2 separate regions of the Oryctolagus cuniculus genome follow, and region 1 is linked to region 2. The links are chromatin contacts, called in public Hi-C maps. All regions are on one chromosome and are shown on one strand. Each heading gives the region's core, a stretch centred on a gene start, on an enhancer-like site or on the middle of the called end of the contact. The rest is flanking DNA. Distances are from core to core; before and after follow the strand shown. Region 1 overlaps KCNAB1 (potassium voltage-gated channel subfamily A regulatory beta subunit 1). Region 2 overlaps CCNL1 (cyclin L1).

What was found. A called contact is a pair of places that touch in the nucleus more often than the background predicts.
Region 1: a contact with region 2 is called in a Hi-C map of psoas muscle, with 6 times the contacts expected there. The contact joins two enhancer-like sites. A contact is called at or near these places in 5 of 6 Hi-C or Micro-C datasets (ear pinna, embryonic fibroblasts, psoas muscle and 2 more).

The regions. Positions count from the first base shown.
Region 1 is chr4:124,763,499-124,770,379 of mOryCun1.1, forward strand. The region is part of intron 1 of KCNAB1 (potassium voltage-gated channel subfamily A regulatory beta subunit 1); the gene reads right to left. Among named protein-coding and RNA genes, the nearest start is that of KCNAB1, 47 kb to the right of the region's middle. Within about 2 kb of position 5,108, at least 3 of the 8 cell types and tissues checked have an H3K27ac peak or open chromatin away from gene starts, as enhancers often do.
Region 2 is chr4:123,697,654-123,704,637 of mOryCun1.1, forward strand. It overlaps CCNL1 (cyclin L1), which reads left to right. Exons shown (of 13, transcript XR_011388092.1): 13 at 2,922-5,667. Among named protein-coding and RNA genes, the nearest start is that of CCNL1, 25 kb to the left of the region's middle. Within about 2 kb of position 3,693, at least 4 of the 8 cell types and tissues checked have an H3K27ac peak or open chromatin away from gene starts, as enhancers often do.

The DNA.
Region 1 (6,881 bases), core at 3,858-6,357, 1.1 Mb after region 2:
TCATTCAAATCCTGTCACTTCCCTGATCAATACTCACAAAGGCTCCCATCTAACTCTGGCTAGAAGCCATTATCTTTCCACTGGCACACAAAGCCCTGCACTGTTTGCCTCTTATGCTATAAAGGATTAACCTTGTTCAAAGGAAATATCTAGCAACTGACCCCATCTCTGGGCTGCATTACCCAGTGACAATGTCTTTCTTTCTTTTTTTAAGATTTATTTTATTTATTTGAAAGACAGAGTTACAGAGAGAGGTAGAGACAGACAGAGAGGTCTTCCATCCGCTGGTTCACTCCCCAGATGGCTGCAATGGCCGGAGCTGCGCCGATCTGAAGCCAGGAGCCAGGAGCTCCCTCCAGGTCTCCCACAAGGGTGCAGGGGCCCAAAGAGTTAGGCCATCTTCCACAGCTTTCCCAGGCCATAGCAGAGAGCTGGATCAGAAGTGGAGCAGCAGGACTCAAACCGGCACCCATATGGGATGCCAGCACTGCAGGCGGAGGATTAACCCGCTATGCCACAGCGCCTGCCCCCAACAATGCCTTTCTATACTTTGAGCTTTAGGTCATGTTGAATGTTCAGTTTATGGTGGGGGCCTTGAGCCACATGGCATCAACATGACCTCTGTGGGGATGAGACATGAAAGCAGTCACCTGTGCCCATATGGCCAGTTCTTGCTAGTCTACCATTTGTTCACTCTTCTCTTACCACATTGGTTACTCGATAGTTTCTTCTTACAGAATTTAGCTCTAAGCCTTTGCATATGCTTTTCCCTCTGCCACCCTCCTCCAGAAACGTGTGCAATTGTCTTGTTCACTTCTTTCAGGTTGTCATTCCACGGCTGTCTTCTCATCAAGGCCTCCGGTGGCCACAATATTTAAAATTGGCTTTTCCCTGACACACACACTCATCCTCCATCTGTGCTTTGTGCTTTTACAGAGGACTTATCCTTTCTCAAGTGCTATCTTTTTTGCTTATTATCTGCCTACACCAACTAGAATGAAATTCTCAAGAAAACTTAAAACTTAGTCTGTGTCTTCACTGCTGTTTCCCCAGTGTCTGGAATTGTGCAGGATGCAAAGTGAGCACTTGGTTAGCAGCTGCTGAATGGAAGGATGAATCTATACTTGTAAAGAAGGAAATCGATTGTTCAATAAAAGGAGATTCTGTATACAAAACAGCAAAGAGGATTAGTGGTTGCACAAGATAACTTCCCAGTGTTACCAATGTTTTATAAAATATGCATTAGTCGATTTGGCTATGTGAATCTGACATCTCCTAGGAGAATGTGTTTCGGATCACTACACAATTTGATTGGAATAGTCATGAGACATACATAGTAGGCATATTATAAAACACGTACTGTAATCTAGAAACCAAGACATAGTGAACATGAGGTCAGAAATGGAAGCCCCTTGGAGAGAAACTGCTGGTGAGGGAGGTGCAGAAAGAAAATAGATGGACTCTGTCCACATGACTGAGTCTCACTCAGGTTCCCGCTGGCAACTAAAGTGGAAAGATCCGATTCTTCTATTACCATTGCCCAATCTCAGGAGCAACGCTGACTTCTATTGAGTTGAATGGGTCAGAGTCTTTACAGGTGGGAGAGTGGGGCTGTTCTTTGGGAAAACCCATACACTTGATTATAGCTCCAAGGTCCATCTGTAACTGCTGATCACCAGCTAGAAGTTCCTTCATTGTAGGCCAGATAGTTGATGGAAAAATCTGATCTGTACCAAAAACAAGATAGTATCCTTAGAATGCACAATCATCCGAGCCAGCACTGTGGCGCAGTGAGTTAAAGCCCTGGCCTGAAGTGCTGGCATCCCACAAGGGTGCCTGTTCTAGTCCCGGCTGCTCCTCTTCTGATCCATCTCTCTACTGTGGCCTGGGAAAGCAGTGGAGGATGGCCCAGGTCTTTGGGTCCCTGCACCTATGTGGGAGACCTGGAAGAAGCTCCTGGCTCCTGGCTTCAGATCAGTGCAGCTCCGGCCATTGCAGCCATTTGGGGAGTGAACCAGCGGATGGAAGACCTCTCTGTCTGTCTCTACCTCTCTCTGTAACTCTGTCTTTCAAATAAATTAATCTTTTTTTTTTTTTTTTAAAGAATGAACAGGCTGGTGCCATGGCTCACTAGGCTAATCCTCCGCCTGCGGCACCAGCACCCTGGGTTCTAGTCCCGGTTGGGGCACCGGATTCTGTCCCGGTTGCTCCTCTTCCAGTCCAGCTCTCTGCTATGGCCCAGGAAGGCAGTGGAGGATGGCCCAAGTGTTTGGGCCCTGCACCTGCATGGGAGACCAGGAAGAAGCACCTGGCTCCTGGCTTCGGATCGGTGCAGCACACTGACTGTAGCGGCTATTTGGGGGGGTGAAACAATGGAAGGAAGACCTTTCTCTCTGTCTCTCTCGCTGTCTAACTCTGCCTGTCAAAAAAATAATAATAAAGAATTAACAGTCATCCATAACCGCTGAATAGGGAAAATATCCTCTAATGTGTTTGTCTAGGAGACAGGTCAACCTGAAATCCTAACAGAAGAGCTGACCCTCCGGACTTCTCCTCCACCTTTTGGGACATGATACCTGGTTGTCACAATCAGATGATGACCCCTCTTGTAGTGATATGGAAGTAGAGAATTATAAGCAGAGTGAACTTAAGGATGGTGAGTCAAAAGGATTGATGGACAAACAGTAGGAAGGGGATGAAGAGCTGGTGATGAGAATGTTGAAAAAGGATAAGTCCACAGCTCTGTGACTTGAGCGTATTAGACACTAATCTGCCACCTTCTAGAATATCCTTCGGGAAACACCACACTGAGCAGAAATAAGGAACGCAGCCTGAGGGAAACCCATGAGTATCCTCTTCTCGTCAAAGTAACTCAAGAACCCAATAAGGCTGGGGCTGGACAGTGGTACCACAGGGAACTTTCTGGAGGAAAGTGTAGTGAGAAATCTGTATTAGCATTCTCCAGAGAAACAGGACCACAGAGAGGAAGAGGGGGGAATGGAGAGTGGGAGAGGGAATTATTACAAGGAATTGGCTCATGGGGCTGGCACTGAGGTGCAGTAGGTTAAAGCTCTGACCTGAAGTGCTGGCATCCCATATGGGTGCTGGTTCGAGTCGCGGCTGCTCCTCTTCTGATCCAGCTCTTTGCTATGGCCTGGGAAAGCAGTAGAAGATGGCCCAAGTTCTTTGGCCCCTGCACCCACGTGGGAGACCCAGAAGAAGCTCCTGGCTCCTGGCTTTGGATCAGCACAGCTCCAGCCGTTGCAGCCATCTGGGGAGTGAACCAGCAGATGGAAGACCTCTCTATCTCTGCCTCTCTCTGTAACTCTGTATTTCAAATAAATAAAATAAATCTTAAAAAAAGAGGAATTGGCTAATGACTTTAGAGGCTAAGAAGACCTAAGAGGTGCGGTTGGTGAGTGGGAGGCCGGGAAGAGTGGATGGTCTGTTTCAGTACAAATCTAAAGACCTGAGAATTGGCAAGGCTGGCAGTGTCAAGTTCAAGTCTGCAATCAGGAAAAAAGGGATATCCCAGCTCAGTTAGGTAGGAGGAGTTCCCTTCTAGTCATGGTCTAGTCAGCCTTTTTTTTTTCTATTCTGGCCTTGAATGCATAACTGAATGATGCAGGCTTACCCTGGGGATGGTAATCCACTTGACTCACTCCATTGATTGAAATGTTACTATTACCCCAAACACCCTGGCAGACATACCCAGAATAATGTTTTGACCAAATGTCTAGGCAGCCCATGGCTCAGGCAAGTTGATACATGAAATAACATATCATACACTTAGCAGCTGAGTGACTAAAGAGTGAAACAAGCTGGATATCTAAGAAGAAACAGAAATAAAGTGGGCTATGACATTCCTATAAGTAGAATATAGCATCATCAAAGTTTCTTGAATTCCAAGATTTAAGGACTGATGTCCTATAACAATAATGCCATCAAGTACCGGTCTGTTTTTAGTAGAGAGAAAATCAGGAAGTAAGAGGCAGGGAGATTACGGGCTGGTGGAGCAATTCTCTGTGTCTGATCATCCAGCAGATTGTCTTCCAGCAAACAATGAAGGCTTCTTTGTTATACTCCTGCTTAATAATTCATTGATTCAGTAAATATTTACTAAGTTCTACACTAGATGTCAGATTGCAGGAATGCAACAATTAACCATGCACATAAAATCCCTGCTCTTATGAAATTCATACTCCAGCAGGAAAGACAGATAACATAGAAATAAACAAGGAAGAGTGGAAGGAGGAGCTAATTGAACAATCTCACAAAGAAGTTACAATGGGAACCTTTTGGGAAATTGCAGAGAGAGGTGCTAGTCTTAGCCAGTGGTTGGTTCAGGAAACAAGAGGCCTCAGCCTGCAGGTGTTGTCACTGCATGCCAAGAGCTGTGAAATTCCACAAGCAGGCTGAATCACTGACCCCTTACTTACACACCCTTCAAATGCTAAAGCAAGCGCATCCATGCCTAATGAGCGGCACATTCCACACCCAAGGCGACAAAGCCTCTGTCTCATTCTGCCTTAACAAATTAGGAGGAATATCATGTAGGGAAAAATGACTACAGACAACCCACTGAGCATCTCCCTGGTGGTTTCAACCCCTCCCACAGTGGGCTCACCAGGACCAAGGCCAGAACGCATACTCTCATCTGTCCAAAGACCAGCCTGGAATAAGCTGGCAGCTCCAGCCTCTTGGAGTGGTTTCCTGCCCAGCTCTTTCATGGTAACCTGACATAGGGGTGGGACAGTCCTGTGTTAACTGCTTCTGTGCTCCCTGCCCCCACCCTGCCACCCCTCCCAGTACTCAGAGACCCTTATTCTACTACCCCGTGCATTCCTGGAGACTTTTGACACAGCCACCACCAACACCCACACCCTAGTGGACATGCTGAGCAGACGAACGCTGATGACAGAGTTTACGTGGCTCAACAAGGGCGGCATACCCTTGAGAGCCTCCTCAGCTTGGGACCTAACATTCCAGATGAAAACATGTGTAGACCTTGTTGGGTAGCCCTGGAACACAGTCTTTAACCCCGGAGCTGGAGCTTGGACCAGGAGATCCTGGAATACACCCAGTGATTGCACAGCCCACAGCGCCACCTCCCAACCAGAGGCGGACGTGCAGCTAGTCACAGCTCTTCCCCAGCCACCCTCGCTAAAATTAGTCCTGCCTGAACTGATCCAGATTGAACAAGACCTAAAAGAAATGACAACAAAATTCCATATGTGATTCAATTCTGGATCTTGGGCTTTGAAAAAATACAACAAAAGCCATGAATTACTGTGTTGGTTGACAGGAATGTGGATGGTAGGTTAAAGTATCCAGTTAATGTAAATTATGAAAATTTACAGAGGATATGTGAGAGACTATCCTTGTGCTTGGGAGGTTTGCAAATGACTCTCAAAAGCCTTGGGAAAACAAATGGGGACGGGAGCTGTAGGAACCCAGCATGTGAGAGCATGAGCAAAGGTTAAAATAAATGGGCAAAATGTTCACAATATGTTAAAGGATAAAGAGCATACAGATGTTCTTTATATACATTATACTTGGAACCTTGTAAGTCTGAAATTACTTTTTAAATAAAAAGTGTTTTAAAAGAGCTGGACTTAACAACTAGATAGCAATTCTGAAAATAGCTCCTCTACTCCTGGACTCCCACCATTCGAGATTCATTTCTGTGGATATGTGTATTTTTCAGACACAGTGAAATATTAGGGAGATTCAGTTGATACCTAGCTAAGGGCAGGCAGGGGAATCACTTGTTGGGGGAGGCAAAGGCATTCATCTTGGAGAGGTAGCCCATGATAACAGAAAATGAACAGTGGGTAGAAAGGAGGAAGGATCCCTCCCAATCTGGTCATGAGCCAGACAGCAGGGTCCTGGTTTTGAGAACATTGGTGGTCTGTGAGCTAACCTTTTCACACATTCCAGAACATTCTCTGAAGGAAGGGTGAGGGTGAGAAACCTACCTATCCTTTCTCCACCAGTCATGCTCAGACGTGTGTACTATGGCTTAGAATCCTCTGTGCTGGGGAACTCTTGGACATAGCTAATGTAATCTACAAAATATCTACCTATATGGATTGGCATCCTGAGAAGGCAGAAGATGATGACCCCAGTACTTGGGTCTTTGCCACCAATGTGGGAGATTCAGATGGAGTTCCTGGCTCCTAGCTTCAGCCTGGTCCAACCTTGGTGGTTGTAGCCATTTGGGGAATGAACCAGTGCATGGAAAAGTCTCAGTCTCCCCCTTTGTTTGACTTTCCAAAAAAAAAAAACCAGGTAAATCTTTAAAAAACTCTATCTACCTGGGTTAGGTTATAATACCGTAAGGCTGATATAGGATGAGGACTTCTCAGAACCCCAGGCATAATGTTTTCTCTTTTTCTGACTATATGAAATTTCCCATTGTCCCAGTGAAGGAAAATACACAGATTCAAAGTTAAGTTCTGATCTACGTTTGTGCTGATCTCCTGCTAGCTGCCCTTCAAGCCGAGTTTCTTTTCTTTATGGAATAGTGCATCCTAGTGGCATTCTTGGAAACTGCAGGTGAATTCAGAAAGCTCTTTGGCGAAACCTCATTTAGCCCATGGCTGCCCTTTGGTCAGGAAAATCAGCTTTCAAAATGCTTCTTCTTCTTTTTTTTTTTTTTTTTTTCAGATGTAACTTATGACCACAACTTTTATAGGAGGAAATGGGTTTGCGTCACGTAGTGTTGTCCTCAAGCCCTGAATTTCCAATGTTTTTGTTACACTACAACAATACAACTTCCACCCTGGAAAACCACAAGCGGAGATTTCAAAACAGATCGAATTTCTATCTCCCCAATGTGATTTCAAGTCCAAGCAGCGCCACCACTCACTCCTGCTTAA
Region 2 (6,984 bases), core at 2,443-4,942:
CCAGCACACCAGGTTCTAGTCCCGGTTGGGGTGCCGGATTCTGTCCTGGTTGCCCCTCTTCCAGGCCAGCTCTCTGCTGTGGCCCGGGAGTGCAGTGGAGGATGACCCAAGTGCTTGGGCCCTGCACCCCATGGGAGACCAGGAGAAGCACCTGGCTCCTGCCTTCGAATCAGCGTGGTGTGCCAACCACAACACGCTGGCCACAGCAGCCATTGGGGGATGAACCAATGGAAAAGGAAGACCTTTTTCTCTGTCTCTCTCTCTCACTGTCCACTCTGCCTGTCCAAAAAATAAAATAAAATAAAATAAAATAAAAATTTGCTGACCAATTTGCACTCATTCTATTGGGTTATAATCCATTAAAGACTTATATTTTGTTTGAAAGTCAGAATTACAGAGACAGGAGGAGAGTCAGAGAGAGAGAGAGAGAATCTTCCATTCACTGCTTTACTCCGCCAGGTGACCGCAATGGCCAGGGCTGGCCAAGGCCAAAGCCAGAAGCCAGGAGCTTCTTCCATGTCTCCCACATGGGTGCAGGGGCCCAAGCACAAAGGACCGTCATTCACTGCCTTTCTAGATGCATTAGCAGGAAGCAACAGGGACTTGAACCAGTGCTCCGATATGGAATTCCTGCATTGCAGGCAGCGGCTTAACTTGCTGCATCACAACGCTGGCCCCAAGATGAACATTTTAAAGACTTCTTTCCCTGTTGTGACTTTCTAAAACATTCACACCATTTGTGCTTCCTCTAGGTGTGTTTAGCCAGCTCTTTGGGAGCATCAGCACTGGCTTCAGAGAGCATGAAGTGACTTTTAGATTCACAGTGACTACACTGCCAATGCATAGGGCTTCTCTTGGCTGCAGTTTCCAGACAACTGTTTTTCCCCTCCACGACAAATCTCCATGCAAGATCAGTTCCCTGCTCTGGCGATCTGCTCTTTCTGTAGTTTGCAATATAAGTCAGCAATAAGCACTTCTGCCACTAGAGGCCACTGTTTGATTACATGTGATCTCTCTCCAAGTTTCCTTTCAGAAAGCTGATCCCCAAGCCTTATTCTGAACACAATAAGAACTTGTGTTTACAAAGGAATGCCAGCAGTTTTATATATGCCCAATTAAGCCTCATTTAGGCCCTTGACTCAGACTTGAACCCTTGATAAGAACTCTAAAGGTGCATGCCTTTGCTAAATTCTGCTGGCAGAAGAATAAAGATAGCAACAGCCCTATTTGTATAAGCACTACACACCAGATGCCATTCTGTTTCACAATTACTAACTCGTTTTACATCTTTCGAAAGCCAGTGGTGGGAGAAATAGGTTGTGATAAAGTATCCACACAACAGGATGGGAGTCATCAGGTCTTTCAGAGCTCCACGTGGGGGCTCCTGGGAACTTGCCTAGTTGGCCTGCAGACACCCAAGCCTTAGCCTTGTCTGCTCTTGGTGGTTGCAAGCTAGCCAGGTCTTGAGATCAATCCCAGTACCCTTGGGGCTCCATCCCCTCCCTATTCAGGGCTGTGCTTGGAGAGCCGGAGGGCATCTGCTTTGCCCTGCTTGGCCTTTGCTTCCTGGAAGTAGAACTGATTGTTTTGGAGACTGCTTCCAGTTAAGTCTCAAGGTCCCTGACCAGGTTGGAGACTGCTGCTCCTAGCGAGCGGTGGAGGACGGGGCGTGGGTTTTGGAGTTAGGCTGTCTGGCCCTCCTACTCTGACCACGCTGAGAACTGCTCAACTCCTCAGAGGCTCAGTCTCTGCCTGTGTGTGTGAAGAAGGCTGGGCTCCTCTCCAGTGTGGTGAGAAGCTGTAACATATGTAGAGAGACCCTGGAACAGAATGGGGGGGGGGGTACTCGATACATTTGTTATTCTCACTTCCTTAAATTGCAGCCTAATTCCCAGCAATCAGAAAAGCTGACATCCCCCACCCCCCACCCCCAACAAGACCTTGGTGGAGGGAGTCCTCCCGCAGCCTGTGTTGTCCCCTGAGGAATTAAGACATACCTCTGGGTGCTGGCCGGTGTGGTGTCTTGTGCCTGGCCTATTTCTGCAACTAAACTCCAGAGCCCAGACTGTCCCTGTCAACTGTTTATATCCTGAGTCTTTACCAGGGAGCCAAAACAGTTAATGCGCAGTGAATGACTGTTGGTGGCCGAGATGAACTGAAGTGGGTTCACAGATATTTATGGGGTATTTACAGTGTGTCAGGCACTGAGAACATTGAGATCAAGGCCAGCCAGCCCCCTGGAAGCTCCTGATGATGTGAACACTTTCCCCAGAGGCCTGAAATGCTTAATGTCCTTTTCCTCGCATCTGACTCCCAGGGAGTGACTTTCTTGGGGCAGTCGGGTTCACCGTGTCTCAAACAAGAATCAAATGCCAAGTGCACAACCCAGAGCATTTTCACATTGGAAAGGACATAACATGGCGTTTAGTGCCCAAGAACCCTGGGGCCATTCAGGACCTGACAGGCTGTTCCCACCACGCACTCACACTCGGGAGCTCAGCAGCTCCTGTTCCCATCAGGGTGCAAGCTGGGGAGGTGGCAGGCTGTCCCCCACGCTCCCTTCACCATGAGCGGTAAGTGCGAGGCCGAGGCTGAACCCTGGTGAGGGCCGGACTCCCTCGGTGAGTCATTCTAGCAATACTGTCTCTGCATGATTTGCTCTTGGGGTGGAGTGGATGCAAGGCGAGAGCATGGGCCAGACAAAATGAAACCATCTGTTGGATTCACAAGTGGCCACAAGTCACCAGTTCAACCAGTGTTCAACTGACGTTTAAGTGTTTTTAGCACAAGAAATAACGTAATTTGGGGGTTTCGGAGAACAAGTGCTGTCTGGAAACCAAGAGGATCATTGGAGGAATCCTGTGCATTGGCAAAAGCTTTACTCTTTCATGTGGAAAACCAAATTGACTTTTTTTTTCCAGGAAAAGGAAGGCTTTCAGAAGTTAAACTCAGTTTACTGACTAAACCCCCTGTGCAACAGAATAAAAAATAAAATCTCTTATCTGGCTTCAGAACTGGCAAGCAACTGTGGTGGGAGCACTTCCTAAATATTCATTGATGATGAACGTGTGGACAGGCCAAAGAACCGTGTTGCCATTTCAGGAGGCCGTGGGAGACGCTGGTGATGGAAGCAGGACCTTAACTAGCTCTTGCAAATTGCGGCCCATTCAGCTGGTCACAGTGGACTCGAACAAGGACCTGCAGTCTGGACTGGGACTGCTCTTAGGAAGAGCAGAGCAAACTGCAGCACTGGGCGGGGTGTTTAAACAACCAACTCCCCAGCAGATGGGACTCAGTGACTCCACCCTGTGGGAGGAAAACAAAAACAAAAACAAAAACCCATCCTGTTTCACTCTGCGTTGGAAGCAAGGCGACGGCCATAAACAGAACCGGTTAAAGTGGGAGCGGGGTGTGTGGCGGTAATTATTTGGGTCGCACTGACCATCGCAGTCAAGGCGCATCAGTTGAGCTGGGGCACACTGGGAGAGAACAGTGAGACCAGAGCCTGGGGATGGTGCCCGGGCAAGGTCTGCTTGTTTTGGCCTGGGTGCCCCTGGCCTCGGCCCATGCGATCTTGATAATAGAAATGAATGCCCCTCAATAACCCTTCCCCTTGCAGCCTGTGCTGGTGAGGCTGCATTGTGGCTGAACTGTGCCAGGATGGCTTGGAGGCTTTCTATCAGACCCGTGCTAGGGCTGGCCCTACGGAGGCCTCCTCCCGCTTCTAAGAAACGCTTTCCATTTGCTGGTGCCTGACTCAGACCAGGGCACGGGTGGGGCAGCCACGGGGCATGGGTGTGGGCCTGGACTATCTTAGCAACGCCACCTCTTGCCCACCCCAGCATCCACCCCTGAGGCACCACAACCACCAGTGAGTGGCTGTCAAACTGACTCAGCGCCGGAGGGTCATCAGGGGCGTGCCGCCTCTCCTTCCCGGTGCTGGCCACTCCTCTGTGCTTTGTCTAGTGACCCATGCTCCGTGGGCATCTTCCCCGGGTTAGCCTTTCATTGTGACGCAAGGGGTACGTAGGAGCTAAAGCCTCGATATGGACTCATGCCTCCCGAGCAGCAGAGCGGCACCTTAGCATGCAGAACAGGACCCGGGAGAACCAGAACTTGCCCACAGCTTTGGTGCGCTGACCGTCTGCCTCCTGGGCACACCCCTTCCTGGTCTAGCGCTCCCTGCACCTCCTGCTGCTGAGCTCACCACACCTACCCTCCTGCTGCTGATTCCTCAGATACTGACGGAGCACTTCCTGTGCGGACAGAGGAAGGCTGTACCTGTCTCCTCACTCGCAGAAAAGGCCAGGAAAGCAAGCACGAGAGCCTAGTCCGTGCTCTCTGCTGCAGCCTTGGGGGTGCCGTCCCGTCTCATGCCTGGGGGGACGCCTCATTAGTCCAGTGACCAGCAGGGTGTGGAGGTTGGACGCAGGGCACTGGGAATCGCCACTGGACTTCCAGGTCCGCTTGGCTGCTCACTCGTGATGTGTCTCTGCACGGGCCAACTGGGAATTGGGCTATTGTGAGCACTATATGAGGAAATGCTAGGTTATTAGCAATGATATGTCAGAGAGGAGAGAACAGCAGCCTGGTGCCCACACAGGCTCACTGGATTCTTCTGATTTCACAGTGCTTCCCTGGCTGCAGGCCAGAGCCTTCAGGAAGTCACAGAGCTGTGTGTGGGAGGGAATTTGAGGAGGCGCCTGGGTCCCGTGGGGGCTCCCGGACTCAGGGTTGCCAGGTACCAGCAACGGCCCTAGCACGCGAAGACCAGGTGAGCCGGACTCTAACCTCTGCTCCACCTCGCCACGCCCCCATCACCATCCTAGAAGCTGGGTGGTTTTCTGTGCAAATGTAGCCGAGGTGGAATTGAAACCCAGGTCACCCTGGCTCTAAGCCCTTCTCTGCACAGCTGCCTAGATGTGCGTGGCGGCCGCCCGAGGCCAGCGGGACTGACGTAGTCATGACTTGGCCTTTGTGTGCAGTGGAGGGCGGGGTACACAAGGGGCAGTTCTGGGCGCAGGCAAAGCTCTGTGACTCAGCGATCGGATCACTCAGGTGATGGAAGACCACAGGCACGCACCCAAGACGGCGCTGGGGACTTCTTCCGCCCCAAAGCAGAGAAGCGTCCAGAAGTGTCCCTGGCCAGGCAAGCTCTAGTTTCGTGGGTGTGACATATGCTGGAGCTCTCAGCGTGCCCTGAATATGTTCTCTGCTAATGAGCTTTGGGATCTTGGGCAAGACTCTTAAACCTCTGAACCTCATTTATTCCATGTGTTTGTGTAAAACAAGGCAAATAATCCTGACCTCATGAGGTCTTTGCGATGGTTAACGAGATGATGTGTGTGATCGATACAAGGGATGTTTATGAAATGGGAGTTTCTGGGGCCAGCACTGCGGGTAGCGGCTAAAGACACCACCTGCAGTGCCGGCATCCCATATGGGCGCTGATTCGAGCTCCAGCTGCTCCACTTTTGATCCAGATCCCTGCTATGGCCTGGGAAAGCAGTAGAAGATGGCCCAGGTCCTGGCTTCAGAACTACCCAACTCCAGCCGTTGTGGCCATTTGAGGAGTGAACCAGCAGATGGAAGAACTGTCTCTCTCTCTGATTCTGCATCTCTGTAACTCTGCCTATCAAACAAATAAATTTGGGAAAAAAAAAAAAAGTGTGTTTTGTAAGAGCGTGTTCTGACCTGAGTGTGGTTCATTGTCGTGCTTCGGGCTTCGCTCAAGCAAGACGGACAGGTGGCACCAAGTGGACAGCACCCTCCTCAGTCCCACCGTTCTCCGCCCACGCTGCTGCTGAGGGGAGAGAGACGGAAAGGCTCTGCAGCCCAGAACCTGCCCGGGGCTGGAGCAGGGCCTCTCCGCGGGTCCGGGTGCATGGTGACCAGATGGTGGCCCCTGGGTCCGGTTCTGCCGCATTTGCTCCCTGCCGTGCGTACTTCCTCCTGGCGCCGCCAGGATGGGGGCCCACCCGGTGTGGAACTCAGAAACTGCGGGGTTTGACGTCAGAATCTGGGTTCCAGCTCTTCCCTCCTCGCGGCATGTGACCTGGGACCCCGAGTTCCTCATGGGGAACTAAGGACAGTCCCCCCGCCCAGGGCTGAGGGGAGCAGCCCGTGAGGCCGCACGAGGCAGACACGAACATAGTCCCCGAGTGCTCGCCTCTAACACACGCCTTGCAGCCGCCAGGGGCCCGAGGAGCGGCCGGTGTGCCGGCTGGGCCCTGCTTGGGCCCTTTCGGCGAGGCCCGGGCAGGCGGCGGCTCCGAGGGCTCAGAGGAGCCGCCAGCGGCCGGGCGGCCACCAAGGCCTCCCACTTTGGTTCCAAGGTCCGCATCGTGCACTTTTGCCTCCATGGGCCCTTTCCTCGGTCAAAAAAATATAGTTAATTTATACGTTGCACTACAATATAAAAACGAAAAGAATAGGGCTGGACCATTACTATGTATTGTTATTCATTACTTTCGTTATTTAAAATTTTCTTATGATTTGAACGGAAATGACTGGTGAGGAGCAGTTTGGCCACTAGGGGGCGGCACGAGGTCACGAATGTTTATGGGAAATGAGGTCGGGGGTGCAACCGGCACCTCCAGCTTCGCCCAGCGTCTCCTCGGAGAGTGTAATGTTTGCTTCTCACAACATCAGGCCCAGGAAGCCGGCGGATGGGGTGGGGCTCACTGCTCCACTCAGGGGCCAGGGAAGGGGCTCCCCGCGGCAGAGGCGGGCTGTCAGACTCTCCCCGGCTGCTCCTCCCTCCAAGGCAGGTGGCGACTCCGAGGGGTCAGCTCTGAGGTCGCCGCGCCGGCTCCGGAACCACCGCCGGGGGGCAGCAGCCCTGCAGCCCCCGCTGCGGCGCGGCGCGGCCTTCCGCAGCCCGGCGGGGAGGGCCGGCACATTCCGCGCCAGCCCCTGCCCCAGCCTCCCTCGGGGCCAAGCATGCCTTTGTTCACGCGCTCCCTGGACCACGTGCGTGAGCCG